Linked DNA regions of Mus musculus: all the other regions are linked to region 5. Evidence: chromatin contacts called from public HiChIP or PLAC-seq and capture Hi-C data. All regions are on one chromosome and are shown on one strand. Each heading gives the region's core, a stretch centred on a gene start, on an enhancer-like site or on the middle of the called end of the contact. The rest is flanking DNA. Distances are from core to core; before and after follow the strand shown.

The links. HiChIP or PLAC-seq counts read pairs in DNA pulled down with a chosen protein or histone mark. Capture Hi-C pulls out chosen DNA fragments and counts their contacts.
Region 1: an SMC1A HiChIP or PLAC-seq map of large pre-B cells shows a contact between it and region 5, with 8 times the contacts expected there. The contact joins two enhancer-like sites. A contact is called at or near these places in 1 of 15 datasets of contacts at CTCF or cohesin (large pre-B cells), 1 of 484 Hi-C or Micro-C datasets (embryonic fibroblasts) and 1 of 115 datasets of contacts at active chromatin or transcription factors (embryonic stem cells).
Region 2: a contact with region 5 is called in an H3K4me3 HiChIP or PLAC-seq map of bone marrow-derived macrophages, with 6 times the contacts expected there. The contact joins the promoter of 5430437J10Rik here to the enhancer-like site in region 5. A contact is called at or near these places in 1 of 15 datasets of contacts at CTCF or cohesin (the NIH/3T3 cell line), 3 of 484 Hi-C or Micro-C datasets (embryonic fibroblasts, group 2 innate lymphoid cells and macrophages) and 1 of 115 datasets of contacts at active chromatin or transcription factors (bone marrow-derived macrophages).
Region 3: a contact with region 5 is called in an H3K4me3 HiChIP or PLAC-seq map of bone marrow-derived macrophages, with 15 times the contacts expected there. The contact joins two enhancer-like sites. A contact is called at or near these places in 1 of 15 datasets of contacts at CTCF or cohesin (large pre-B cells), 2 of 115 datasets of contacts at active chromatin or transcription factors (bone marrow-derived dendritic cells and bone marrow-derived macrophages) and 1 of 9 other capture datasets (macrophages).
Region 4: an H3K4me3 HiChIP or PLAC-seq map of bone marrow-derived macrophages shows a contact between it and region 5, with 5 times the contacts expected there. The contact joins the promoter of Card6 here to the enhancer-like site in region 5. A contact is called at or near these places in 23 of 39 promoter capture datasets (the 3T3-L1 cell line, 3T3-L1-derived adipocytes, the HPC-7 cell line and 16 more), 1 of 15 datasets of contacts at CTCF or cohesin (large pre-B cells), 4 of 484 Hi-C or Micro-C datasets (the G1E-ER4 cell line, bone marrow-derived macrophages and muscle stem cells), 13 of 115 datasets of contacts at active chromatin or transcription factors (the 230-238 cell line, astrocytes, bone marrow-derived macrophages and 9 more) and 1 of 9 other capture datasets (liver).
Region 6: a contact with region 5 is called in a capture Hi-C map of bone marrow-derived macrophages, with 10 times the contacts expected there. The contact joins two enhancer-like sites. A contact is called at or near these places in 1 of 15 datasets of contacts at CTCF or cohesin (large pre-B cells), 5 of 484 Hi-C or Micro-C datasets (embryonic stem cells and uterus) and 1 of 9 other capture datasets (bone marrow-derived macrophages).
Region 7: a contact with region 5 is called in an H3K4me3 HiChIP or PLAC-seq map of bone marrow-derived macrophages, with 5 times the contacts expected there. The contact joins two enhancer-like sites. A contact is called at or near these places in 3 of 484 Hi-C or Micro-C datasets (peritoneal macrophages, uterus and ventricular fibroblasts) and 2 of 115 datasets of contacts at active chromatin or transcription factors (bone marrow-derived macrophages and heart atrium).

The regions. Positions count from the first base shown.
Region 1 is chr15:5,290,633-5,294,829 of GRCm38.p6, forward strand. All of the region lies in intron 1 of Gm41257 (a long non-coding RNA gene), which reads left to right. Among named protein-coding and RNA genes, the nearest start is that of Gm41257, 38 kb to the left of the region's middle. Within about 2 kb of position 2,074, at least 9 of the 459 cell types and tissues checked have an H3K27ac peak or open chromatin away from gene starts, as enhancers often do.
Region 2 is chr15:5,494,893-5,499,000 of GRCm38.p6, forward strand. 5430437J10Rik (RIKEN cDNA 5430437J10 gene) reads left to right here and starts at 1,426. Exons shown (of 5, transcript NR_045274.2): 1 at 1,426-1,463.
Region 3 is chr15:5,444,835-5,449,196 of GRCm38.p6, forward strand. It overlaps the pseudogene Gm46496. Among named protein-coding and RNA genes, the nearest start is that of 5430437J10Rik, 49 kb to the right of the region's middle. Within about 2 kb of position 1,782, at least 126 of the 459 cell types and tissues checked have an H3K27ac peak or open chromatin away from gene starts, as enhancers often do. A contact at or near this core is called in bone marrow-derived macrophages, where this site is marked.
Region 4 is chr15:5,107,263-5,111,178 of GRCm38.p6, forward strand. Card6 (caspase recruitment domain family, member 6) reads right to left here and starts at 1,271. Exons shown (of 4, transcript NM_001163138.1): 1 at 1,221-1,271; 2 at 826-1,114. The coding sequence starts at 1,108.
Region 5 is chr15:6,079,129-6,082,880 of GRCm38.p6, forward strand. No RefSeq gene overlaps it. Among named protein-coding and RNA genes, the nearest start is that of Gm41259, 36 kb to the left of the region's middle. Within about 2 kb of position 2,028, at least 37 of the 459 cell types and tissues checked have an H3K27ac peak or open chromatin away from gene starts, as enhancers often do. A contact at or near this core is called in bone marrow-derived macrophages, epiblast stem cells, group 2 innate lymphoid cells and 2 more, where this site is marked.
Region 6 is chr15:5,412,122-5,416,425 of GRCm38.p6, forward strand. It overlaps the pseudogene Gm46496. Among named protein-coding and RNA genes, the nearest start is that of 5430437J10Rik, 82 kb to the right of the region's middle. Within about 2 kb of position 2,545, at least 78 of the 459 cell types and tissues checked have an H3K27ac peak or open chromatin away from gene starts, as enhancers often do. A contact at or near this core is called in bone marrow-derived macrophages, where this site is marked.
Region 7 is chr15:5,346,101-5,349,926 of GRCm38.p6, forward strand. It overlaps the pseudogene Gm46496. Among named protein-coding and RNA genes, the nearest start is that of Gm41257, 93 kb to the left of the region's middle. Within about 2 kb of position 1,896, at least 28 of the 459 cell types and tissues checked have an H3K27ac peak or open chromatin away from gene starts, as enhancers often do. A contact at or near this core is called in bone marrow-derived macrophages and peritoneal macrophages, where this site is marked.

The sequences.
Region 1 (4,197 bases), core at 824-3,323, 790 kb before region 5:
CTAGCACCCGGGTAGAGGATATAATGTAAAATTCACTATACATTTGTTTGGTTTTTATTAATACACATATATTTTATAAAGTAATAGATTTCATGACATTTCCCCACATTTGTATCATGTACTTTGATCATTTCTGCTCCCCAGTTATATATTGTTCCTTTCCCCTTTTCAAATTCAAAACTAAAAAATGACATTGTTTTATCTGTGTGTGTATGAGCACACACAGGAGAGAGAGAGCCACATGGTGCCTGTTAGGAGGTCAGAGAACAACTTTTGGAAGCTGGTTCTTTCCTGCCACCATGTGTGTCCTGGACACTTACGCCAGCTCAGCAGCCTTTCCTCCCTGAGCCATCTTGCCAGCCGCCTTTTCTCCTTCTCTTGCTGCTTCTTGTTTTCTTTCCAGTTGCCCCATTTTGCTTTCATGCTCTATTCTTTTAAAACCTAGATTCCACACAGCTGAGAACACATTGTTATTTATCTTGTTTTACTTCTAAGATTTACTGTTTGGTGTCTGGTTCTTTTGTGATGTTTAGGAGGATGCTATCTAGAACATCCTTTTCAGATTGATCATAATATCGAATATCCAAAGGTGAGAGGCCGTCTGCACCCTCCTTTGATGTTATATTAGCTGACAGTCTCTGCTCTTCTGCATGATGCATAGTATCAAGTAAAGATATTTCTTTTTGGACAAACTCCATAAAATTAAAGCCTCAGAGAAATAATAAAGAGTAAGAAATCCCCCCTATTTTAGAAGGTAGTTAATCATATTTCCTACTTCAAAATCAAGTACAGTGCAGAGTATTTTCTTTGCTACTTCATTTCTAAGGAAATCTTACATGAGAAGAGTCAAATTATTTAGCAGAAACATCAGATGTTGGTCCACCTGTCTGATTACTGTTAAGATCTCTAATCTTGTAGTTAGGTAAATATCTTAATTAGATCACATGCCATTTCTGATCACATGCCAGTAGAGTGCATCCAAAGCTGAAATTTTGTTCAGAAATTTGAGCCCCTGTTGGTTGCTACTGTGTTTATTCATGCATAGTTAAGAATCTACCAGTACAACCCACAACATTAAATATTCACAAACCCAGATTCCAAGACTTGCTATCGATCTTGGGCCTCAGCTCCCTGTTTAGGACAATTATGTCTTGTGAGGCTGGTGTGGGTATGAGGGGACACACTCACTGTGTGAAACTCTTGGCTGGAGGGCGCTTGCTGACACTTGCCTTTCTATTATAATGACACAGTAACCTTTGGTTTGTCATCATCTTATCTATTGGCTGAAGTGCTCAAGTGGCTTTAACATTTTATGTTTTTCATTTTATATTTATATTATATATTTTATTTTTATATTTCATTCATTCATGAGATAATTTACTATTACTCAGACATGAAAAATAAATGATCTTTACTTCTACATTCAGTCTGATTATCCAAATGATGACATGTGAACTGCCACTTAACTAAGTCTAAAATAATCATCGTCTCATTTTGAGCACATCTTCTCCTGTTGTTCAGTCCTGTGGTTTGTTAATCAGGAATCAAACGGGCAGAACACCAAAACTATTTGGGAAAATTCTCTTCAAAATACTGATCCCTGGGCCCTAGGGCATTAGTTGAGTCAGATCTTTAGGGTTTATGTGTAATTAAAAAGCTCCCAGGGACCATGGGGTTGGGACTCATTGGGGTAAAATGATCCCTAACTCAGCTTGTCCTTACTTTATTCTGTTTCACATCTGTTAGCACACCATTCCTGCCTGTCAGCCTCTTAGCCTCTGAGTGCAGCTTCTGTTCCACCTTTCACGATGCACACAGGTCCCTCTTCTTCCTGCTTGGTGCACACTTTATTTCTCTATTATTTTATCATTTGGGATGACTGGACAAGTGTGATTGAAAAAAAAAACCCTGTATAACCATGTCTTCTCTATATTTTGCTTTTCAAGTTAGTGCCTAAGTCTGTTATGGAAGAAACTGGATGCTTTGGTTTTGCCGTTGTTCACCATTCAGAGTGAGCCTCACATCGCTTCTGACCACAACTGGCATGAATGGTCATGGCTAATGGACTTACTTCTGCAAATCTGACCCCTTCCTCTAAACTATTTTGGTTTTGCCACCTGTGGGATACCAACATGTTATTGAATTTTTAAGTCTGAATTTCTAACTGCAAAATTCACTCTTTTAATCAGCTAAAATTCTTTGGCATTTAAGCTTAGCTTTTTACTAGTCTAACTGAACCAAATAAAAAATAAACCCTAATCTTTGGATGTTTTTTAAGGGAACTGTATTATAAAGCCACAACATGACATAGCATGTGCTTCCTTTGGAAGGAAGACTGTATCACATGTATCACTGTATCCCAGGCAGACCAGAAAGAGAAGAGAGGAGAGAAAGGACCACGAGGGGAGGAGGGATGGAGAGGATTTGCTGTGAGATCGAGATGAAAGAGTAGACGCAAGGACATGTGGACCAGAGTGAGCCAAGACCAGACTCAGAATAAAGATAAGGGACCATGTGACTGGGAAATAGCCTTATAATAACCTACCGAGCTTAGGCTTGCGTCTTGTAAATAAAAATACCAGGTCTCTGTGTCTATTATTTGGGAGCTAGAAATGCTCAGCAGTTATTTGGGTACAAAGGGGACAGAAGAAAAACCCAAATAATTATAGCCACAGTCTACTGTGTACATGATTTAAGATTTTTCTCTATGCACTTAAGCATATTGTTACACTACCTTGTGAACCTCTTCACAGCGAGACTGACTGCCCCAATATGAACTGTGGAAAACAAGTCACTTGACTTGATATCACTGCCAAGAGTGGCTGACTGGAGTGTCTAGCTCTCACTGTATCCTCAGAGTCTGACCAAAACTCGCTGATAAGGATTCTGTGATAGAGATGCTGGAGCCCGTATGTCAACATGCATGACAAAAGCTGTTCTAGTTTGAAACAAACCTAAAGAGAACTAGAGCACATTTAAATGACAGGACATGGTAAACTCACATGTCATCTACAGATTTTAAAAATAGTTTATTTTAAGTGCTTTATTAGCAAGTGTAAAATATAAATAACAACTTTCAGTATAATATTTTCATTCATGTATAATGTTTTTTGATCATGTTCACCACCATCATCCTCTCTTGTCGACTTTGCATCCTTTCTGATGCTTTTGCTCTTCTACACTACATTTACATTCTACATTAAAAAAATAGAGTTTCTTTTGACAGATAGGCGCTGTAGGCCTTTTGGAGGACTCTTTGACTGTTTCTGTATCTCTGCCTTTCTCTACGTCTCTGTTCATCTTTGTCTCTGTCTCTCTGTCTTTTTCTTTCTGTCTGTTTGTCTGTCTCTCTCCCCTTCCCATATTCCAATGGACTTTTGTGGATCCCTCTCAGACCAAAAGAGAGATAAAGTATTTTCATTTTAACAACTAGATCACTGCTATGCCATCAGAGATTAATATTACATAGGGACATGATTTTGTTGATTACAACACTACTTACTTTGTAAGAAACCAAGAAGGAAGACAAAATATTTACTCAGGGAAGGTTAGAGGTACTCTTTAAAAACATATTTATCTTTGAAGTGAACAATCATGTGTATATCTTTTGTGTATCCTTTCTTGCCATTTTAATAGCTCTGTCTGATCTAACACTTGAACCTTTACCTCCATTACAGTAATGATAATGATACTGGTTACATGACTCTTTTCTCCAGCCAGTCATGGCCTTGAAGAAGTCAGGGTTAAAACACTTTACTTACCATATCCTTAGGACTTATCTGGGCCATGTGTCACATGCAAGTGACTGATCATTGATTACTTGGTTATGGAAGGAGAGGTATAGCTCTGAGCAGAACAGCATCTTAGATAGATAATCAGTAGTCATAACAGCTTATTTAGGACAATCAGATGATATAGAAATGTGATCCTTACTTTGTAGAATAGGAAGCAAGGCACAGACAGATTGAAATTCTCAAGAGAAAGCCAAGGCTAGACATGAAAGAGTTTTAATTCTTTGTTCTATAATTTTCTTTCTAATCTATTTAAATGGAATTCATGGTAGATAAAAAAAGAGTTGTTTTTAGATTATATAGGGAAAATAGCTGGCAAATCACATGTATATTATGTCTTATTATGCTGCATGCTGATTCTTTCTGGTATGTTTTAGTATAATGTAATGGAGAAACATTTTTGTGC
Region 2 (4,108 bases), core at 176-2,675, 580 kb before region 5:
ATGAAAAAAAAAAAACCTGTCCTTACTAGAAAATTGAAAACTATACCTGTGGTTCCTGTGAGTAGCCTGTATTCCATTTCTAGCATGTAGTGTAGACTTGGGCACAGCAAAGCTTTGTGTAGGAAGCTTAGCTGGCTGGGCTTCAGTGTATGCATCTCTGAAAGTCAGGAGCAAAGATGACTGGAAGGACTTGGTCCTCAAAGGCTTTGATCACATTCTTTCTTCAGTCCATGATTAACCTTGAGAAAATGACTTCTTATGAATATCGACTTATGCTTTCACGTTGGTGACACATTACCTTGGACATATTAGGTCTCCCAATGTTAGTCAGTTTGCAAATAATCTCTAAGTATAGCTCATTATTTATGGTAGCAAATGGAGATGTGCAGCTCAACATATTGAGAAACCCAGGGTGGAGAGCGTAGGGCAAGGGTCACAGAGTGAATCACAGCCTGGGTTTGAATTGGCATCTCTATGAGTCATTCTTGAGTTTAACCACTAGACAAATTTCCTCTTGAGAAATACTAAGTGTGATGGATCTTTCCCACCAGCATTCCAAGGACTGTTGAATCGGTGTCTGCCAAGATAATTATTAAGTAATAAAAGTGAGGTGGGCGACATGAAATTTCGTGGATCCTAGCCAGGAGCGATGTGTTATCTGTGTAAGAAACTGGCCCAATCTGAGACGTTTAAAGGGAACACAGTGATGTTATGTCTTTAGGGAGACATGGAGGGAATCCCACTGCAGAAGTGAAAGTGCTACTTCCTGCTTTTTAAAAAATCATTTCAAAATGGAAACGTATTTAGAAAAATGCCAAGACCAGGTTCATGGTGCTTTTTCACAAGGCTGAGGCCCCAGTTGGGTGGGAGTGAGAACTTGCATAAATTCTTTTCTGTCCCAAGAGGTATTTGAGCAGTGTGCTTCTACATGATGAAGCCGGTTACATCTGTGAACATGGTTACACCTGTGAGGTAGGCATATTTAAGCTTTCGAGGGTTGTAGTTCATGGCACTGAGCTTTGGTCCCATGATACTGCATGCACAACTTTCCTGTGGCAGTGATTGCAATCTGGTGAGCACCAGCATCTCTGCTCACAGCTGCTCTTTGTATCCCGCAGGTGAAGGAATTTAGTGTTTCTTTAGCATTTATTTTTTTAATACTGAGGAATGTAGGTACTTGTAGCCACATTGGTAGTGGTTTGTGAGAATTGAGGAATTGAGCCTAGCTATGTGACCACTCTCCACCCTCAGAAAAAAAAAAAAAAAAGAAAAGGGAAGAGAGAACTCAGGATGTAAAAGGCCTCTCATTGAGAGACTAGCCAGTTGGGATAGGAAGCCATGAGCTGCCAATCCACAGCACCTCCTATTGTAGCTAGAAAAGGGTGGGATGAAGATGGCTTTTACATCTCTAGGACGGAGGTGTTAGAAGCTGGATCAGGGACTGGATCAGAGGATCAGGGGAGGTAAGGTAATTTGTATGAGGAATTAGAGCTGCAGATACTTATGAAAGCTATGGGGAAGGACCAACCTAGAGCAGTGATTCATGCAGATAAAGATGGTAGGCTACCCAATCAGGGAGTCTAATACATAAGTTTGAAGATTTTGTTCTCTCTCTAGTGTAATCTCTGTCATATAACCCTATATTTAGACAAGAAAGAATTCACTATAGAGGCTGAGCAGTGGTGCTCCAGGAACTTGTCTACTGTGGGGTAGATTCATGATAACCTACTTAAGGCGGCAGCCACTAGAAGAAGGAAGAGTCAACACAGAATGCAAAGCATGGTATTTTGTTTTTATTTTTCAAGCTACTTCATCTGGGATTTAATGGGTAAGTTACAGTTAATTTTTAAAAATTTATTTATTTATTTACACCCCAAATGCTGCTGCCCCTCCTACTGGTCTTCCCTTCATGGAGTTCCTCCTGTCCTCTCCCACTGACACAGGACAAGGTATGCAGCAGCCCTCTGCTACATATGTGCCGGGGTCCTTGGTCCAGCCCAGGTATGGTGTTTGCTTGGTGGCTCAGCCTCTGAGAGCTCCCAGGGGTCCAGGATTTTTGACACAGTTAGTCTTTCAGTAGGGTTCCTATCCCCTTCAGGGCCTTCAATCCCATAAGGGTCCTGGAAGTGGTTATCTGCATCTTTTTGGTCAGCTGCTGGGTGGAGCTTCTCAGAGGACAGTCATGCTAGGCTTCTGTCTGTAAGCTTAACAGAGAATCATTAATAGTGTCAGGAATTGGTGCTTGCCTAAGGGATGGGTCTCAAGTTGGACCAGCTATTGGTTGGTCATTCCTTCATTCTCTGCTCCATTTGGCCCTGCATTTCTCTTAGACAGGACACATTTTGGGTTGAAAGTTTTGTGGGTGGGTTGGTGTCCTTAGCCCTCCACTGGGGTCCTTCCTGACTACAGGAGGTAGTGTCTTCAGGTCCATGTCCCCACTGATAGGCATCTCCACTAGGTTACCCTCATTGACTCCTGGGAGCCTCCCCTATCTCAGTTCTCAGGGACAGCCTAGAAATCCACTCCCCCCATCTCTGGCAGCTGCAGATTTCCATTTATTATCCTGGTCTTCTGGGCCTTACTCTTGTCTCTGGCCACACCTGATCCTGTCCTCCTGTTTCCCTCATGCTCCTCTCTCCCATCCACTTTCCTCCCTCCCCTTGCCTCCCTTTACTATTATGTTTCCCTTCTAAGTGGGATACAAGCATCCTCACTTGGGTCTTCTTGTTTAACTTCTTTGGGTCTGTGGGTGTATCATGAGTATCCTGTTTTTTATGGCTAATATCCACTTAGTAGTGAGTACATACCATGCATATATTTTTGGGTCTGGGTTACCTCAGTCAGGATGATATTTTCTAGTTCCATCCACTTGCCTGAAAAATTCTTGATGGTCTTGTTTTTAATAGCTGATTAGTATTCCATTGTGTAAATGAACCACACTCTCTGTATCCATTTTTCCATTAAGGGACATCTGGATTGTTTCCAGCTTCTGGCTATTATGAATAAGGCTGTTATGAACATAATGGAGCATGTGTCCTTGTGGTATGGTGGAGCATCTTTTAGATATATGTCCAGGAGTGGAATAGCTGGATCTTTAGGTAGAACCATTTCCAAGTTTTTGAGAAAACACCAGATTGATTTCCAGAGTGGTTGTTGCAATTTGCAATCCCACCAACAATGGAGAAATGCCCTCTTTCTCCACATTCTTGCCAGCCCATGCTGTCATTTGAATTTTTGATATTAGCTATTCTGATTGGGGCAAGGTGGAATCTCAAGGTCATTCTCATTTGCTTTTCCCTGACAGCTAAGCTTGTTGTACATGGTGTTCATAATCTGTTGTTTAACAAAAGGATAAATTGTTGTAATTCTCAGAAAGGATTATTGTATCAACTTCAACAAGTTTAAAATCATGTCTTTAAATTATCTTGTTAATTTAGATTAGCATCTGATGATCAATGGCTATGTGAAAACTCTTTTAACTGTTCCAGATGTTTCATTTAACTCATCAGCAAATCACAGAGACTCAGGGATCCACTCAACTCATGCCACTTTCACAATCACACAGAAGTGAGAGGTCTATATCTCAACATCACAGATCAGGAACCAGACCGATGAAGTTCTAGAGCTGACTGTGACAGTCAGCCAATAAGTGGTATATCTAGAAGTTAGATAAAGGTTTCTTCAAGAGTTTTTATGAGTAATTAGAAAGTGTAAGTATTAAGTATTTTATATTTATGAGTAATTAGAAAGTATAAGTATTAGAAAGTATAAGTATTAAGTATTTTATATTTATGAGTAATTAGAAAGTATACGTATTAAGTATTTTATATTATTTGTGACTATTGAGAAGGGTGTTGTTTCCCTAATTTCTTTCTCAGCCTGTTTATCCTTTGTGTACAGAAAGGCCATTGACTTGTTTGAATTAATTTTATATCCAGATACTTCATTGAACCTGTTTATCAGGTTTAGGAGTTCTCTGTGGAATTTCTAGGGTCACTTATATATCCTATCCTATCATTTGCAAAAAGTGATATTTTGACTTCTTCCTTTCCAATTTGTATCCCCTTGATGTCCTTTTGTTGTGGAATTGCTTTGGCTAGGACTTCAA
Region 3 (4,362 bases), core at 532-3,031, 630 kb before region 5:
GTGTTCTCTTAGGGTCTGCATATCATCTGTACAGGATCTTCTGGCTTTCATAGGCTCTGGTGAGAAACCTAGTGTAATTCTAATAGGCCTGCCTTTATATGTTACTTGACATTTTCCCCTTACTGCTTTTAATATTCTATCTTTATTTCATGCATTTGTTGTTCTGATTATTATGTGTTGGGAGGAATTTCTTTTCTGGTCCAGTCTATTTGGACTTCTGTAGGCTTCTTGTATGTTCATGGGCATCTCTTTCTTTAGGTTTGTGAAGTTTTCTTCTATAATTTTGTTGAAGATATTTGCTGGCCTTTTAAATTGAAAAATCTTCATTCTCATTTACTCCTATTATCCATAGGTTTGCTCTTCTCATTGTGTTCAGAATTTCCTGGATGTTTTGAGTTAGGATCTTTTAGCATTTTGCATTTTCTTTGACTGTTGTGCCGGTGTTCTCTATGGAATCTTCTGCATGTGAGATTCTCTCTTCCATCTCTTGTATTCTGTTGCTGATTCTCACATGTATGGTTCCAGATATCTTTCCTAGGGTTTCTATCTCCACCACTGTCTCACTTTTGGTTTTCTTTATTGTGTTTAGTTTCCCTTTTAGGTCTTGTATGGTTTTGTCCTATTCCATCACCTGTTTGGTTGTGTTTTCCTGTATTTCTTTAAGGGATTCTACCTCTTTAGCAGTGTTCTCCTGTATTTCTTTAAGTGAGTTATTAAAGTCCTTCTTGATGTCCTCTACCAGCATCAAGAGATATGATTTTAAAACCGAGTCTTGCATTTTGGGTGTGTTGGGTATCTAGGACTGGCTGAGGTGGGAGTGCTGGGTTCTGATGATGGTGAGTGGTCTTGGTTTCTGTTAGTAAGATTCTTATGTTTGCCTTTCGCCCTCTGGTAATTTCTGGAGTTAGTTGTTATAGTTGTCTCTGATTGGAGCTTGCTCCTCCTGTGATTCTGTTAGCCTCTGTGAGCAGATCTGGTAGTGTAGCTCTCTCCTGAGTTTCAGTGGTCAGAGTACTCTCTGTAGGCAAGTTCTCCTTTTTCAGGGAAGGTGCACAGATATCTTGTGTTTGGACCTCCCTCCTGGCTTAAGATGAAGTCCTGAAACAGGGCCTGTCCCAGAATCTGTATACCTTCTGTAGTGTGTTCTCTCACCTGAGCAGACTAGTCTCTGAGGGATCTGGTACCCAATATTGCTCTCCCAGGTGCTCTGTTGTAGAGCCCTCCTGGGCAGGGCAGATACCTCTCCTCTGTCAGGGAAGGTGCCGGGATGTCTGGAGCCCGAAATGGGCTCTGTTCCAGAAGCTGTGTTGCTTCTGCCTGTTGTAGAAGCTGTGTAGCTTCTGTAGTCCGCACTCTCGCCTGGGCAGACTAGTCTTTGAGGGATCTGGGACCCAAGATGGCTCCCCCCAGGTGCTCTGCAGCAGAGCCCTCCTCTGTCGGGGAAGGTGCCTGGATGTCTGGAGACTATAAATTTTTACTTCCTGGTTCCTGTTTTCTTCTGTGTAACTCTTCAACTTTACACTGTATCCTTGTTTCCTTTTCTGTAATCCCTCAAAAGCATAGACTTTTCCCTGGAAAGGAAACTAGAGATCCTGTTGTCCAAGTCCTTCACCTTACAGACGAGAACCTCCAGGCCAATGTTGATTTATTAACACCCGGAAGATGAATAAAGTAATAGCAGAAGTGAAAGATTAGGATCTTTTGAGCATAGTTGCTGTCAACGTGGTTTGACTCTTCTCAGAGCTCTGAGTCACTGTCTGTGTGATTGCACATTTGATTAAACACATACAGTTCCTTCTATAATTAGAGGCAGGTAAAAATAGCAAAGTGACTTGACCACTTCTCCATTTCCCTGGAGCCCATGTCACAATTATCGTCTTCCTTTTGACAGCAATGTTATAGTTTTATATTAACTATTTTATTCGTTTTTGGGGGTTTAATATAATTACTGCCTGGGGCCACTGAGGATTAGTGAAGCATATGTAAATAAAATCTGGGTGAGTTCAGAAAAGCACGAGGAGGGGAGATGTAGGAAACCCCCTGTAGCATTGCAGAGGTGTCAGGGCAGAAGTGAGAGCTGCAAACATGTCACAGCCTGGCGATGCTGTATCATAACCTACAAGTCAGGAGGTCTGGATTCCCTGTTCCTGGGTGCAGGTCTGAACCTTGGAAAGTTGATGACATTTAGCTGTCATTGGTGGCTTTCATTATTAGAATGAGCTAAAAGAGAAGGGACCTTTAAAGTGACCTTTCCCACCAGAACCTATGACCCAGATGATGTCATGCATGACAGGCCCTGTTACAGGGATTTTTCACATGATCAGCTGAGGAGCTACAATATCCATTTTGAACTTGTCCTGTAGTTCTCAAAAGAATGTACTAATCTTCAGCCGTGTGTGTGTGTGTGTGTGTGTGTGTGTGTGTGTGTGTGTGTGTGGGCCTTCTGTATGAGAATGAGAAGATGTTGGGTGAGAGCCTCATTTAGGTGACAGGAAAATAAATTACTTCAATCTACATTAATGATGAAAGTTCATTTACTCCTATTTTATTAATATATTTTTAGTTAAAAGAGAATTACATCCCTTTCCCACTACCCCTTTCCTCCCTCCAGCCCCTTCCCAGATATTTTTTCCTCCAATCCCTCCTATGACCTTCCCATGCTTACATTGCTAGCCTCTATTTCTTTGATTATTACTGTTTCATATATACATATGTGTGTGTGTGTGTGTGTGTGTGTGTGTGTGTGTGTGCACGTGCATAAGTATCCACAAATATATAATCAACTTTCTGGGTCTTTTTTGGTTGTTTGTGTATATATGGACCCGTATTCATTGAGTAACCAACAAGGGGACTTATATCCAGGAGAGGCTAATTCTCCTCTGGCTGTTATTAGTTGCCTGTGGGTGGGTCCCATGACATTTTACCCACTTTCATGTCACCAGATCTATTGATAATGAAATTGTTCCAGTCTTGTTTATTCAGCCATTTCTAGGAGAGACTGTTTCACAGCCAACTTCCTGGTGTTCTGGATCAGACAATCTTTTTACCCTTTCTTCCAGGATATGCCCTGAGCCAAGCCATAGATATAAGAGCTGTGATATAAGTGTATCCATTGAGGCTGGGCTCCTCATGATCTGTCGCTGTATTGTGTTCAGCTGTGGGTTTTTTGTGATAGACTCCATTTGCTGTAAATAGAGGCTCTGTTTGATGAGGTGTGGGAGCTACCTACACTTATCTGTACCCACAGCATTGAAGGATGAGATTTGAGTTGTAGTGAGTAATTACTCTGGTTTAGCCAAGTCATGGTGGTAAATTCTTTTCTAAGGTCTATGCCCTCACAAAACTTGAGAAGCTAGCTAGATTTCCCATACAAGGCATGAATTCCTTCCTGTTGCATGAGACTTAAGTCTAATTAGACAGCTGTTGGTTATCACCAACACACAAGGGATTCTCATTTCATTCTTTGGATATCTTATCATGCTGATCATTGTTGTGCTTCATAGGTTTTGCAGCTGGGTAGGACTCTTGAGTTGCCTCCCTCCACTGACAACTTGTATATCATAGAAGCTAGAGTCATCCACTTGACTCATCTGAGTTCTGGGTTCAAAGTGTGTGGTGTTAGCAGTAAACGAGGACTACATTGATAGTAGTCTGTGTTGTTTTAGGAGTCACTTGAATAACTCTTAAACATTCCAAAGAAAATTTCTCATTCTGGCTCCTGGATTTTGTTGGTGTTAGCCTATGGTTGTTTTGGGGAAGCAATTAAAAAAATAGCATGTAAGTGAATGGAGTCTTCAGCAATAGTGACTTACCTCCCACCTCTGGGGCAACAAAAGGCAGTCCAGTAGCCTATAATATTTTGGGATTTTCTTGGAAAACCCTGACAAAAACGAGAGCTTCTTGTGCTTGGTGTTAGGGTTATGTTAGTCTATGACTCCTCAGGGAGCACTGTATCGATGGTCATCTCTGAAAACATACACAGAAAAGTAACATTGTTTGTACTGAGCAGGTTGTATTTATATATTTACGAATATGTATATATGTATATAAATTTATTACATATTTGTAACCAGTCTTTTTTTATTTATTAGGTATTTTCTTCATTTACATTTCCAATGCTATCCCAAAAGTCCCCCATACACTCCCCCCCACTCCCCTACCCACCCACTCCCACTTCTTGGCCAGGCATTCCCATGTACCGGGGCATATAAAGTTTGCAAGACCAATGGGGCTCTCTTTCCAATGATGGCAGACTAGGACATCTTCTGATACATAAGCAGCTAGAGACACGAACTCTGGGGATACTGGTTAGTTCATATGGTTGTTCCATCTATAGGGTTGCAGAACCCTTTAGCTCCTTGG
Region 4 (3,916 bases), core at 21-2,520, 970 kb before region 5:
GAAAGAAGATATAAAGCTATTTTTTATTTTTAAAAAAATTCATACAATTTTTTTCTGAGAGGGATTAGGATAGAAAAAAGTATAGTCAATATTTATTATAGAAGAAAAACCTACTTTTCCTCCACTCCCAGTTTGAACTCCATCATCATTCCTTCCTCCTCTTTTTATGGGGATAAGTAAATAAAAATGTAACTAAAAGTCAAAAAGTCGAAGACTAAAACCCTGAGAGAAGATCCATGGTTCATGGTCATTCTAACTGTTTAGCTGGATAAAGTTTGGGACTGGACAAATTTTTAGAATAAACAGATTTTTTAAGAAAGAAAAATAACCATATTTTATAAAGCATCAATTTCAAGACCTTTATCACTTATCAAATGGAGAAGCTACACTTCTAGAAACTACTGTTCCTATCACAGACAAGGAGCTACTGATCTTCCAACTGGTTCATTTAAAATGGTTTTCCCTGTACCTTCAGCGTGGCTATCCAAAGGTCTCTGGGGATGTAAACATCTCCAAATTTACTCACACAAACAGGAAAACCCTAGATGGTGCCATTATCAACAATGGGCTCTTTTCAAATCCCCGCCAAAGCAACAGGCACCAGACGGTAGCTGAAAACGCTGGAACAGTGTGATCAGCCATTGCCAAGCTCCTGGATCAGAGAGATCCACTGCTCCCTGCCTTGGAAACGACACACATTCTGTTTCACATTTCAGTAAAACTCGTCTCAGGAAGTCAGATCCAAACAACCAGAAACAATTCTCTTTCTCTTCTAGAAAACCTGCTTCCTCCCCCTTTGCTTCAAACTTTAAAAGCTCCACTTACCGTGCTTGAAGCCCACTGTGGACGCTGACTCTGGAAAGGCATTAGACAAACACCGGAGGAAACGCCGACAGCTGTCCTCTCCTTTTTTCTGTATCAAAATTAACAGCTTCCGACTTTTCTTCAGGGGATCTGTGATTTCCTCCAGAGTCTCATACTCCTTCTCAGAAATCAGGCTCCGAGAGGTTAACGTGTCCAAGATAGAGTCCGGATCTTGTTGGAGGACACTGAGCAACTTCGTACGTTTTTTTTCTATGAGTTCTGAGGAAGCACCCTCTGTAGCCATTGCTTCCTACAAACCAGGAAATGGATCAAGTCATTCTGGCAGGTAAAGAAATCTATGTTAACAAAGAAAGGCAGAAATCCTACTTAGCAAAGATAAAACGCGTCAAAAATACCTGTTGTTGGAGAGGGCAAAGAGGACAACAGAGAGTACAAACACAGGAAGTCAGCCCGGAGCACTCTCGGTCTGTGGTTCTGTGGTTTCCTGTTGCTGATCTTTTATCTGTGTTTTCTCTGTCTCTCTGTCTCTCTGTCTCTGTCTCTGTCTCTGTCTCTCTGTCTCTGTCTCTCTCTGTGTCTGTCTGTCTCTCTCTCTCTCTCTCTCTCTCTCTCTCTCTCTCTCTCTCTCTCTCTGTGTGTGTGTGTGTGTGTGTGTGTGTGTACACTTGCTGAGGTTGGAATCCAAGGTCTCATGTGGTTCTGCTACTGATCTGTACCCGGAACCTTACTCTCTGCTCTTTTTGATGGCTAGACTAAATTTCACTAATACTGGGCAGTGGGGAACATGCCACAAAGGGTGGCCCACACCTCTGATGCCAGCATTCAGAAGGCAGAGGCAGGAAAATAATAATCGTTGCAGTTTAGTGGCTGGCTAGTCTACACAGTGTGTTCTAGGCCACCCAGGACCACATAGTTAGACCCTCTCTCAATAAAACAAAACGAGATGAAGTGAACCCGGGACCTCCTCCAGGATGTTTCGTTTGAACATTGAATTGGGCTAGGTATCCCTGCTCTGGGCCCTAAACTGTGATGTTATAAATGCAAATCGACTGATTTGTGGAGAGTAATCTTCAAAATGCAGGTAAAAAATAGATCAAAATTGTAAATGTATAACCCTTCCCTCTAGCAATCCCACCTCTAGAAATGTAGGAGCTGGAGAAATGGCTTAGCAGTAAGAACACTTTTTGCTCTTACAGAAGACCTGGGTTCATTTGCCAGCACTCTCAAGGTGGTGCTTCATAACCATCCATAAATCCAGTTCCAGCCAGGCGGTGGTGGCACACGCCTTTAATCCCAGCACTCAGGAGGCAGAGGCAAGCAGATTTCTGAGTTCAAGGCCAGCCTGGTCTACAGAGTGAGTACCAGGACAGCCAGGGCTACACAGAGAAACCCTGCCTCAAAACACACTATATATATATACACACACACACATATATACACATATACATATATATATACACATATACATATATATATATATGTGTGTATATATATAAAATAAATATAGTTCCAAGAGCTCCAACTTCCTTTCTGACCTCCATGGGTACCAGGCACACACATGGTACACATCTATACACACAAGCAAAAAAAAAAAAAAACACATATAAGAATCTTTACAGAAAATATTATTAAATGCATGCCAAAAATATACATAGGAAATATCTATTCCAACTGGATAATAGCAGAAAAGCAAAAATATCCTAAATTTCCATAAATCAGAGGTCTGTGAAATAAATGATAGCAGGAAAATACCAAGGAACTATTAAACTGGTAAAAAGATTTTACTAATTTGTGACACATCATGCGGGTGATCGGAAGTGAACCCTAGTTCCCTGGGAGAGTAGCCAGTGTTCCTAGCCATCTCTCCAGCTTCCTGCTAGGCTGTTTTAAAGGATAAAGTAGAACCTAATAGTGATGATAAGCACATTATATTATTTTGGAGAATAGCAAGTTACCGATCCCATTTAAAAAAAAAAAAAAACTGGGCAAGATAATACACACCTTTAAGCCCAGCTCTGGGAGGCAAAGGCAGGTGGTTCAAGGCCAGCCTGGTCTACATAGAGAACTCCAGACCATCCAGGGCTATATAGTATGATATATATATATATATATATATAGCGTCATCTCAAAATTAGACAAACAAACAAACAACAAAAGCAAAGCAGTATGTAAGCTACGTGTGGTGGTGTACGCCTTTAACCTCTGGGGAGGCAGAAGCAGATCTCTGTGAATTGGAGTCTGCTCTCCATAGCAAGTTTCAGACCAGCTAGAGCAGCACAGTGAGACCCTGTCTCAGAAAAGCAAAGCAAGCAAAACCAGTATGTGTACAGCATATGCCTGTTGCACATACAGCAGACATTTTTGTAAGAAGATAATTAAGAGAGACAGCCCAGGTTTTAATACTGGCTACTCCTGAGCATTGGATTATGAATGGATTTATAGTTTGTACACTAATACATTCTACATTTGAGAAGGCTCAACAGTTAAGAGCACTTGCTGTTCCGCGGAGGACCTTGGTTTGATTCCCAGCACCTTCGTAATGGCTCACACAGAGCAGGAAGTCCACTGCCAGGAAATCCAATGCCCTCTGCTGAGCTCTCTGGGCACCATGTGGTATACATACATACATGGCGGCAAAACACTCATGCACATTAAATAATTTTTTAACTCAGATTAATTTTTTTGAGACAGGATCTTTCTCACATAGCCCTGCTGTCTAGGAACTCATTATGTAGACCAGATTAGCCTGGAACTTACAAAGACTCATTTGCCTCTGTCTTCCAAGTTTCTGAAATTAAAGGTGTGTGCCACAACACACAGCAAAAATTTTAAGTGTTTTTATTAGCAGACATTTTCTCATTTTTATTAAAATTATATGGTTGGTCTTCAAGAACCTGAAAACAACCTAAATATCAGTATGGAAATAGATAACCTGTGGAATTTCATGAATACTATTTTTTTTAAGATTTATTTTTATTAGAGCCAGGAAGTGGCGCCTGCCTTTAATCCCAGAACTTGGGATGCAGAGGCAGAGAAATCTCTGAGTTGGAGGCCAGCATGGGATATGGAGTGAGTTCCAGGCCAGCTGTGA
Region 5 (3,752 bases), core at 778-3,277:
CAAGAGCTTTTATCTTAGCTTTATAAATGCGACTTTATAAATTTTCATGACTTTCTCAGGATCATTGGGCAGATTTTACAATTCGTTACACGCAGTCCAGGATATCTTTTTTTTTTTAACTAGGTATTTTCCTCATTTACATTTCCAATGCTATCCCAAAAGTCCCCCACACGCTCTCTCACCCGCTCCCCCACCCACCCACTCCCATTTCTTGGCCCTGGCGTTCCCCTGTACTGAGGCATATAAAGTTTGCAAGACCAATGGGCCTCTCTTCCCAATGATGGCTGACTAGGCCATCTTCTGATACACATGCAGCTAGAGACAAGAGCTCAGGGGTACTGGTTAGTTCATATTGTTGTTCCACCTATAGGGTTGCAGATCCCTTCAGCTCCTTGGGTACTTTCTCTACCTCCTCCATTGGGGGCCCTGTGTTCCATCCAATAGCTGACTGTGAGCATCCACTTCTGTGTTTGCTAGGCCCCAGCATAGCCTCACAAGAGACAGCTATATCAGGGTCCTTTCAGCAAAATCTTGCTAGTGTATGCCATGGTGTCAGCGTTTGGAGGCTGATTATGGGATGGATCCCCAGATGGACCATCTAGAGACTGCCTGTGCTTTTCAATGAGATGGAAAATACTGAAGAACTCCAATCTGAGGAAAGCATTTAATGTTGAATAGGTAATTTACTGTGGAATCAATGTAAATTGACTAAACATTCCTGTTAAAACATATCTTGTATCGAGTTAAAAGAAATGCTAGAACGTTGAAATTACCAAGGTATAGTAATGTGTCTCTGCCATCATCAGCACTCAGAAAGCCAGTGTATGCTATCCTCCCATACACACAGACAAAAAAAAAAGCAAAAAGATGAAACTAACAAACTCAAAGAAAGTAAAAAATAGATACTGAGATGTGGGGAAGGCATTCCTAGCATATAATTTTATAATCTTTAAGTTTTATCAATGTCATGATTTTGTTGCCATGATAAAAGCACAATGACCAAAGCAACTTATAAAAGAAAGAGTTTATTTTGACCTAGCACTGAGAAGGAAAATCAGTAATGGGAGAGAAAGGCGCCACAGTGCTCAACAAAAGCATGAGGCCTAGAGGGCAACAGAAAAGCGAAAGCTGGACAGCAATGTGGAAATGGAACAAGGAAGGCTAGTTACTCTCAAAGACCTCCCCAGTAAAGCTCTTCCTGCAGTGAGTTTCTTGTCCTGAAACTTCCATGGCGTCCCCCAAAAGCACCAGCAATGGGGACAAAGTGTTAAATATATAAGCCTATGGGGAGAAATCTTCTATTCATGTTACTATATTTGATAAGAAACATTTCATTTACTTGGAAGGATGATAAGGGAGAACATGTTTCCTTGAGGAAGAGTATAAGCTTTATATTTTATATATGCCATCACATACATATATATATGGAGAGAGAGAGAGAGAGAGAGAGAGAGAGAGATGTGTGGGTGTGTGTCTGTATTGCACATGCTCAAGATTTCCTTAAGACAATTATATTTTTTCTTGTCCACATTTGACTTGTGAATGTCTATTTGCAAAACAATACTATATTCAAATCCTAAATTGCATGAATTATAGTGTTAAGTCTCAGATCAGAAATTAAAAGCTATATATGGGTGTGTGACCTAAGTAAATGATGATTTGTTCAAAAGAAAAAATATTATTCAATAATGGGCATGTTCAAGATTACTGTTATTATACTGACTTGGTTTGTGTTTCTGGAGAAAGAAACCACATAAAATGCACAGTTCACTACTGCCCTCTGCTGCACACAGGGCAGAGGAGAGAACTCGGAAGAGTGGCCAGAGAGCTATAGTATTGTGTCCTGACAACACACTCAGGTAGGATCCTGTTTAGTGACCACACTAACTGATCCTGGGTAAAACACACTTACTGAATTTCACTGCAAAAATAGTGTTTCAATCAGATTCATAGTGTGTCTAAAACACCCTCATAACTCAGGAGAAAAGATAGCTAAAATCCAAACAAAATGCTCATGCTGGACAGATCTCCGTGAATGAGTTACTTTTTCATAGACATGGTCTGAAGCCAGAGGGAAGCATCTCATTATTAAGGGGTCAGTGGAGTTCCTCTTTGATGTTTAGTGAATTATTATGAGAAGAACATCCAGAGAACAAAACGTTCCAATGGCAAGTCAATGATAAAATCTTACAGAGGCAGACCAGAGTAAGGCAAATTTGCCTTTTAGAAACTAGGAAGGATTTTCGTTGTTTTGTTTTCAGTTTTGTTTTGGTTTGTGTGGAAGGCTTCCAGCTGAGAGAGAACACTATGTGCCTCCTACCAACAGAAGGCTTGTTACAATGGAAGCAACCCTTAAACCGCATTCTGCCAAACATGCAAACATTCGTCAGCAAACAGGAAGAAGTCACCCAACCTAGTCATGCAAGCTGGCTGTCTTCTCAGGCCTCAAAACTCTCAAGTGCTCACGATGATCTTTTAGCTGACTCAAACAACTTTCTATCGGCTGCTGAACAACAAGTCATTTCGGGCTGGAGTGGAAGGGAAAGGCGAAGAGGCAAACCAAGTAACATAGAGACCATATAACATCACACCATAAAGACAGAAATAGTCTCTTTACGTGGACAAAATAATGTTAGAGCATCTAGTAAAACTAAATATTGTTTAAGTATTATTTAACTCCTGGTTTCCTTTCAGTTCCTAAATGGCTCCCAGTTAACAACATCTCTGGTGCATCTCTAAACAATTTCTTTGTGGGGCTCTGACTTATCTCGTGGTCACCAGTGTAGGACCACTGAATCCTATATGAAAGGTAATTTTGAAGCTGATAAGGCATATTTTGAACGGCAAAATCAGCAAAGCTTTGTTTTGGCAAGTAAAACGATAGAGCATGGGCAAACAGAGCTTTAATGCCACACCAGTTTTCATTTAACTGTTGTTTATCCATATACCAAATTTGCAAAGTTATCCACTGTGCACTTGCCTGTTCAATTGAAACTGCCTCAATGTTTGCAATTTTAGATATTTCCCTTTAAATATTAATGTCCTATTAGACAAATGGCTTGAACATATTTTCATGCATCATGTTGGTTTCCTTTATAAGGTCTACAAGTTGAATTCAAGGCATACTCAGCCTATACACACCACACACACACACACACACACACACACACACACACACACATTTTTTAAAAAAATATCTGGAAATCAAAGCAAAAATAAGCTATACCTTTACATGTAGTAGGATGACTGATATTTAAAGTCAAATTGTACTAACTCAGAAATGTATACTTTACGGAGTCCTATTTAGTTGTTTTGTTTTGCATTGCCTATGCTTTGGGAAATAATATTGGTAAAATCATGCCAAGACCAGTTGTACAGTTGTGCCAGTGTTTTCTTCTAGAATGTTTGTGGTTTCCAGCCCTATAATTAAATCTTCATCCATTTTTTGTTAGCTTGTGTGTATTATATAATCTAATGGTTCAGTTTCATTGTTTTGTATATGAGCTTCATTAGTTTGACAGCTTGCCATTTTCTTATTTTGTATTCCTGGCATCCTTGTTCAGAATTAGTAGATTGTATTTATGGATTTATCTCTGGATGCTTTACTGTGTCCCATGGCTTTATACATCTCTTTTTGTGCCAGTTCCATGTTGTTCTGATCACTGAAACTCTACGATACATGAGAAATTTCTCAAACTCAGTCACCATGAGGAAAAAATAAGAAGCTAAGGCCAGGAGACTGGCTTAGCAGG
Region 6 (4,304 bases), core at 1,295-3,794, 670 kb before region 5:
TTGCTGATGCTCACATCTATGGTTCCTGATTTCTTTCCTAGGGTTCCTATCTCCTGAGTTGTCTCCCTTTGTGATTTCTTTATTGTTTCTACTTCCATTTTTAGATCTTGGATGGTTTTATTTAGTTCTATAACCTGTTTGGTATATTTTCCTGTAATTCTTTAAGGTATTTTTGTGTTTCTTCTTTAAAAACTTCTACGTGTTTAACAGTGTTCTCCTTTATTTCTATAAGTGAGTTATTAATGCCTTTCTTAAAATCCTCTACCAGCATCATGAGATATGATTTTAAATTGGAATCTTGCTTTTCAGGTGTGTTGGGGTATTTGGGACTCACTGTGGTGGGAGTACTGGGTCTCGATGATGCTGAGTGATCTTGGTTTCTGTTAGTAAGATTCTTACATTTGCCTTTTGCCATCTGGTAATCTCTGGTGTTAGATGTTCTAGCTGTCTCTTCCTGAAGCTTGTTTCTCCTGTGATTCTGTTAGCCTCTGTCAGCACTCCTGGGAGTTCAACTCTCTCCTGAGTCCCAGTGGTCAGAGCCCTCCCTGAGGCCAACTCTCCTCTGGTGGGGAAGGTGTCCAGAGCTCTGGGTCTCAGCTATGCCTCTTGGCTGAGGATGAAGGCCCGAAGGGTCCCTTTCCAAGAAGCTCTGTTGCTTCTGCGTCCTGTGTGCTCTCCTGCTTGGACTGGTCTCTGAGAGACCCGGATACAAGATGGCAATCTCACCTGAGTCCTGGGGTCAGAGCTTGAGAGTATTAATATAGATTTTAAGAGTGGTTTCACAGTGAGTGAAATTCCTCTTTCTCCACAACCTTTTTAGCATTTCTTTTCTCTCCCCTCCCCTGTCTCTCCATCTCTCTGTCTTTCTCTCACTCTCTTTTTCTCATTAGGTGTGTCTGTGTGTGTGTGTGTGTGTGTGTGTGTGTGTGTGTGTGCCATAATGGAGCCCATAGCATTACATGCTAACTTCACAAATTAACTTAAAGAAGAAAAACATCTTGGTTATCTTCAACTATACTTGCTTTCAAGAAAGGTTTTGAACAAAGGTATTGAACCAATGAGAATGCTTTAGATAACTGAGTATCTGGAAAGGATGCAGATATAGAAGGAGAAATGGTCAGGCGTAGATGTCAGTGTTTACACAAGTAAAAGAACTACCATATGCAGACAGCAGACCGGAAGTAAAACATGGCATAACCAATCAGAAGACAAATAGTTATGAGAAGAATATGTTATTATTTATAAAAGATCAAAGCACTGTCATTCTTTAAAAGGTTATCTATGAAGATGGGTAGAATGGTAAGGATTAACATTGCATAGAAAATTTCTTGGTGTGCTGGGGGGAGTGTTACACTATCCTTCAAAGTTTATTGTATACAACACCAATTTTACATTAATGTTCTGGTCAAATGCCAGTAAACACCCATGAAATACATCTATTGGGCAGTAAGCAATTGGTCTATGAAGAAGCATATTTTAAGGATATTTTGTATTCATCAACATTTAGAAGTAGCCTCCATGGTTGACAGAGCACTTTAAACAGAAAAATGAAACTATGGGCATCTGCTAATTGCATACTTATTCAAAAATCTTTTTTAAAAATTCTGTATAAGAACCCAGCAATTGCATGATAATAGACAGCCCTACCTACAATGCTTAAGCCCCATCCCTTACTACACCCTCAATTTCCTGGTTCACCTTAGACACATTACTCAACGTTTCTCTCACTATCAAGTTCTACAGAAATGACATTTGATTTCTTAGGTCCTTCTGTTCCATTTTAATGTTGATATTCCTATCTGTGCTGTATTTGGTGAGAGTAAGGTCAGTTTATTAAAAGTTCATTTTTAATATAGAGCTATTTACAAAGCATCCTTAAAATATGATGGTACTTCAGGGGAATGCCAGGGCCAGAAAACAGGAGTGGGTTGGTTGGAGAGTGAGGGGAAGGTATAGGGGGCTTTGGGGATAGCATTTGAAATGCAAATGAAGAAAATATCTAATAAAAATAATGAAAAAAATATGATGGTACTTATTATGTACTAGGCACATAAGATACACTCTTTCATGAGAAGAGGCAAGAGAAGACAATAGTCAGAGAGTGAAGTCTGGAAGTTTGAACATATCCATGTATTACTCCCAACCATGTGGTCTCAGGTGCTTCAGAATCTTTAATATTTATAGGAATCATTAGTATCGAAAGCAGATTACACATCAGTAAAAGGAGGTGGGGCTTGAGAGCTTGTAGTTCTAACAAGCTCTCTCTCATGTGAGGCTGATGTGTCTGCTCCTTGGATTATATTGCTGTCATTCAGTTTTCCTTCCTGTAACTGTTTAGGGCTAACATAGTTCCTCTGAGTGTACTTTAGAAATGGCTGACATTCAGTGAATGCCACTGTTACTTATTAGCATGACCGGTCTTTATGTAATTTCCACAGGACCAACAGGTGCAGTTATTAACCGGTTTCTCTAACGTCAGTGACTTGTTTGGGGATTGAGGACAGAAAGTTTAAGTGTCAGTCTCTATGACTTTCACAGGAAGTTGTGGTACAGACTTCCTTGTTTACTATGACTACGACTATGACTACGACTACTACAACTACTACAACTACCACTGCTGCTACTACTACAAATACTACTGCTACTACTAAAATATTTCATTCCTCAAACTCAAGTTCTTTTTTTTTTTTTTTATTTTTCTTTCCATTTTTTATTAGGTATTTAGCTCATTTACATTTCCAATGCTATACCAAAAGTCCCCCATACCCACCCACCCCCACTCCCCTATCCACCCACTCCCCCTTTTTGGCCCTGGCGTTCCCCTGTACTGGGGCATATAAAGTTTGTGTGTCCAATGGGCCTCTCTTTCCAGTGATGGCCGACTAGGCCATCTTTTGATACATATGCAGCTAGAGTCAAGAGCTCCGGGGTACTGGTTAGTTCATAATCAAACTCAAGTTCTTAACCATTCTGTTCCCTGTTCAGTGGACTCATTTCTTAGTAGTTTTCCCAAGAGTCTATTAATCATCGGAAATTTCCTCCTTCTGGACCTTGTGACAACCTAAGTCATGACTTTAATGGACACAGCGACCTGTCTTCTCTGCAGTTTTCAATGTGCGTTGACAGCTTCTGATCCTTTATAAGCTACTTGCTTCTCTCAGCATAGTTTTTCTTCAAACTTGTATTAACTTTATTATATTGCAAAAGGAGAAAGAACCAGAAATGATGGGTTTAGATGAGAGGGTTTTTGAAAGGAGATTTTTTGGGGTGGGGATGGGGGGAGAGGCTATGCTTTCTGCCCTCTTCATTGCTCTCATGATCACTGGGGAATCTCTGGGGTGGCCTTATCAGGTTTAACTGTGGGGTTGGGCCTTCCTTAGGTGAAATTTTATTAGAGTGACTGATTTGAACATTTAACATCTGGTAAGTTCTCTCTGGATTCAAAAGAGCTTAAAAAGAATGTGGACAGTGGTCAATAAACCCAGGATGCTAATGAGAATGTGAGTCAAGCCTGGCTCAAGTTTTTAGTGTTTTATTGAAAAAGCAATGATCCAAGGCATTTTTATAGGGGCTAATGTTCTTTGTGTACCAGAAAGAAAGTGAATTAATGTTTCCTATTCCTAAAAACATTACTTGTTTACGTTTGAAATTGAGTTTGGGCTTGAAAAACAAATATAAAACATTGGCTCAAAACAATAAGTTGAAAAACACCCCAACTTATTTCTTATTTATTCTTTTCTTGGAGACTGTTGTCAGGAACAGTTTGCTGTGGTTCATTCTTTCTCAGCTTCAACAGAGCAAAGCACTTGTTCTCTTTCAGATTCGAAGTTAGCTTTTTCCTTGCCTTTAGATTTACACACCAGTAGTAGGCTACAAAGTCAGTGGCTGATAACTAATATATTACCGAAGTTTAGGTGTTTGTTATTTTCAGAGAGCAATGATTTAAAAGTGCAACACGCCAACTAGAACTTATTTAAAGCGATTAACAGAAGAGAAATCAGATATCTCAAAATAGCAATGCTAAGCAGACTGTGCCAGTAATTTAAGGGGAAGTGATCAAATCTGAGAAGTGAGGGTTCTTGCTATAAATCTTAGCATCTGACTTTATCACCGGTTTCATTTCCTCATGAGAGATTCCAAAGACATGTTAAGCATGAACACTGTGCTTCTGTCTTTGACCTCTATGGAATAATTTCTCATCATTCCCTTCACAGACCAATGCAGTTGTATACACTTATTTGTTTTTACATGAACCCATCCACTCCATGCTTGTAAATTGAGATCATTCTACAAAATAGCCTTGC
Region 7 (3,826 bases), core at 646-3,145, 730 kb before region 5:
ACTGGGATCAGGTGTAACATAGACCTCAGGATATGGCCCGAGACATTTTAGTTTTCTGGAAAGTCTTTCTGTCTAGTAAGAAGCACGGAGGAGGTCAGAATGTGAGAAACTCCATCGAAGAAAATACTAAAATTCCTCTTATTTTACTACTTGTTTTTGGGAAGAGATTTTTTTTTTGTATTACCTCTTTTCCTTTATTCTCTTCTCCCATCAGCTGTCCTACATCTTCTGATTTCCACCCTTCACATCCCCCTCCCCCCACTTTCTCCACCGTGACACTCATTCCACAGCTTGGCCATTGTTGTCTGCCTCATTAACTGCTGAAAACCTCATGGTTGGAAAAACGAATTTTTACGTATGTATCCTACTGGCTAGCATGACAAGTAAACACAGCAAGAAGAGATACAAACACGCTGTGCTTTAAAACAGTGAAGGAAAGTTCCGTTTCTGTTTTTGCTGATTCTTTCAGTCATTTTAGAAGACGTTATCTGTGGGCTTGATTACTCCATTTCCTTCCAGTGAAATTAGAAGCTTTCACTTGCATAATTATGTCTTGACCTTAAAAAACTTTGTTTTATTTTACATATGTGAATGCTTGTCTGTGTGTGTCTGTGTGTGTGTGTGTGTGTGCGTGCATTTTGTGTATGACTGTTATCCATGAGGGCCAGAAAGAGGGCATCAGATCTGCTGGAACTAGTTACAGTTGTGAGATGCTATGGGGGTGTTGGAGAATTGACCCTAGCTCTTGGGTCTTCTAGAAGAGCAGTAGCATGCTTAACCACTACAATGACCCACCTCTCTGGCTTCATGTCTTGAATTTCATCATAGAATCCAAGTGGCATGCTAGAATGGGAGGACATATGTGTATTCACATGACATGTATATTTCATTTTTTCCTTATATTAGCTTCTTAAGGTGTAACAAGTGTAGTAGGAATTCAAGTGGGTGCATATACATCAGACACGTCTGACAGGTCATACCTCTCTGTGAAGAGTATCCAGTTCATAGAGAATTCACTTTACTCTGTGGCTTCTAGCCCTTGGCTCTGATTGGGCAACAACGCACAACCCACTAAGCTGGACTGTCATTACTTCATGTAATTGCTCATGAGTTAAAGGCATCCTGATGTGGTGTGACTGAGGTATTTTAGAAATTAACAATCCTGGATTCCAGCCTCAGCTTAAGCTTGCATTAGTTTCATGATCCTTGTTAAGTCCTTTTAACTTGATGGTAGAGCTAAGGTTTTCGCACAAATGACTTAACTATTCTTCAAATCTTAGTGCTTTCTGTGCCTGTGAAGTTAAGAGGAATATGTTTGTAAGGGTAAATCATGCTTTAACCATAGGCTTAGTTTCACAGGTTTGTTTAATATGTCAAGACATGATTTTCTGGAAAATGTGTGCAAGGACCTACGAACTGTATAGCAGAATGTTCTAGAAGTAATTAAAAATTTTAGTCAGTAGTGAGTTCTTGTACTCATTTATTTCCATGAAGAAGGAAGTTGAATTCTTGCCAGGACTGATTATATAAAAGGGGCTTTTTATATTTTGGTCAAAGGAACAAGACCCCACTCAACAAACACATTTTCTTGGCTATTTCACTCAACAAACACATTTTCATGGCTATTTATCATTTTTTTTTATCTTGTTCCTGTTGAACTTCCTGGCCACAGTGACTGTATGCTTGACTCTTGAACTAGATAACATGATCTCAGAAATATGCTCTTTGGGAACTGCAGAGAGTCCAGACTTGAAGGATCAGCATAGTCCCTTGCGAACATGTTCCAAGCATCCAGCTGTTACCACTGCAATGAGCTGGTGCTTCCGCACTGGGAAGTACAGGGTTCCAGTGCCAGAAGCGTTGGTAAAATGCTTGTTCCCGAACTTTAGAGCAGATAAAGAAAAAACAGTTTTGGGGAAGTGATGGTGAGCATGGGGAACATACTTTCACAGTGATGAGGCCACAGCGAATTTCTAGGAGACAAGCTGTCACTTAGGTATGATCAGAGCTCTTTTCCCAAATACGTTCTCTCATGGCAACTACTTGGTGCAGTGTGTGGTCTGAGATGGTAACTTCCTTTCATCCCTAGTGTTCTAACAGCCCCTGTCTGAATGTATCCAGCAATGAAGTACATTACAAAAAATAAGAACAAAGGTTGTCCAGCTCAAGTGGTTGACTCTTGGCTTATCTGTGCTTTTTCATTAGTCATGTTTCAATTGGGGACTTGATGGAGATACACAGGACCTTTCAGAGGTTGCATTTTCCACGTCGCAGTGGAAGGTTTCTTTGATTTCATGGATCTTTTAAAAACATCTTAAATCAAAATACACTGTTAGAAGAGCATACCCACCGGGCAGTGGTGGCGCACGCCTTTAATCCCAGCACTTGGGAGGCAGAGGCAGGAGGATTTCTGAGTTAGAGGCCAGCCTGGTCTACAGAGTGAGTTGCAAGACAGCCAGGGCTATACAGAGAAACCCTGTCTCAAAACAACAAACAAACAAACAAACAAACAAAAGAAAAAAAAAAGAAAAAAAAGAATTGCAGACCTATCCCACAGTAGATAATCATATTAACTGATTAAGATCATCTCAGAAAGAAAAATACGTTTTTTCCTTCTATTTGTGGTTCCCAGGTTTTATGTAGAGGTATAAAATCATGTACCTATGTATTATGGGAAAGTAGAAACAAGACTCTCTAGGAGAACAAAAGGGATGCTTGGGGGCAGGAGGGAGCGAGGGTGGGGAATGAGAGGTTAGGAAGCATGGAGGGGAATGTGCTCAAATGCTCATATACTCTTGCCTGCATGAAATTGTTTTCATGGCAATGTAGTCTAATGCCCAGTGAATGTTTTGAAAACTATATACATTACTAGATACTAAATAAGCTTATGCAACCAGTGGTTAGGTCAAGAAGTATAATATCAGCAATACTGTATAAATTACTCATGCTCCTGTTGTAGGCCCAGCCCCTCTCTCCATTAGGGGTAATGCACGGTCTTGGCGTTTTGTGTTCCTGGTTTTTGTTCTCTATTTCTGGGCTGGGACTTGCCCATATGATGTAACTTTGTTGGTTGAGTTTTTCCTTCTTTTCCTTCGATATTTCATACTTTTTAATTTTCTGTTTAGCAGTGGTGATTTCAATGTTCAGTGGACGACTAATCTGTATCAAGTTTGAGGTGTCAAATTCTATGGGATTGTAGTTTGGCCAAGCCACATGCATATTTGCTTTACACAGAGTCAGATCTAATTCTAACCCTGAGTCAGTAGCTTCTCTTGAAGCTCCTAGGAGGTATTAATTATGATCAGCATTAAAAAACTCTTTAGAGTTTGTAGTATGAATATTAAATTTAAGTAAAATATTCTAGAATCATATTAAATGCAAACAGACAACAGTTCCTTATAACCATAATGACAGTATTTGATAATATTTCCTTTTTGGCATGAAAAACAATTTTGTTATATACAGAAATTCTAAGGTACATATTTACAGCTTTATTTGCTCAAAATTGTACCTACTAGCTGTAATTTAGCTTGTTTAATGTTTGCAGCTTGCAGTGACACAAATAATTTAATGTGGCTTCCTTGGGAACATGAATCACATAGATTCTAGGAATGCATTATGAGTAAAATGTGCACTTTCTTTTTTTCTGTGTGTTGTGATTACACACATGAACTTCCAAGTGTGGAGTCGGTCAGTTTCACACAAGAGCAAAGTGCTGTTGCAGCTCACAGCACGATCTTGTGCTCTGCTGCCTCTGGGCTGGGATATTGTGCATTAGGCAATGAGATGTCAATGAAAGGTTTTCATGGAGGAATGAGATTAGAGG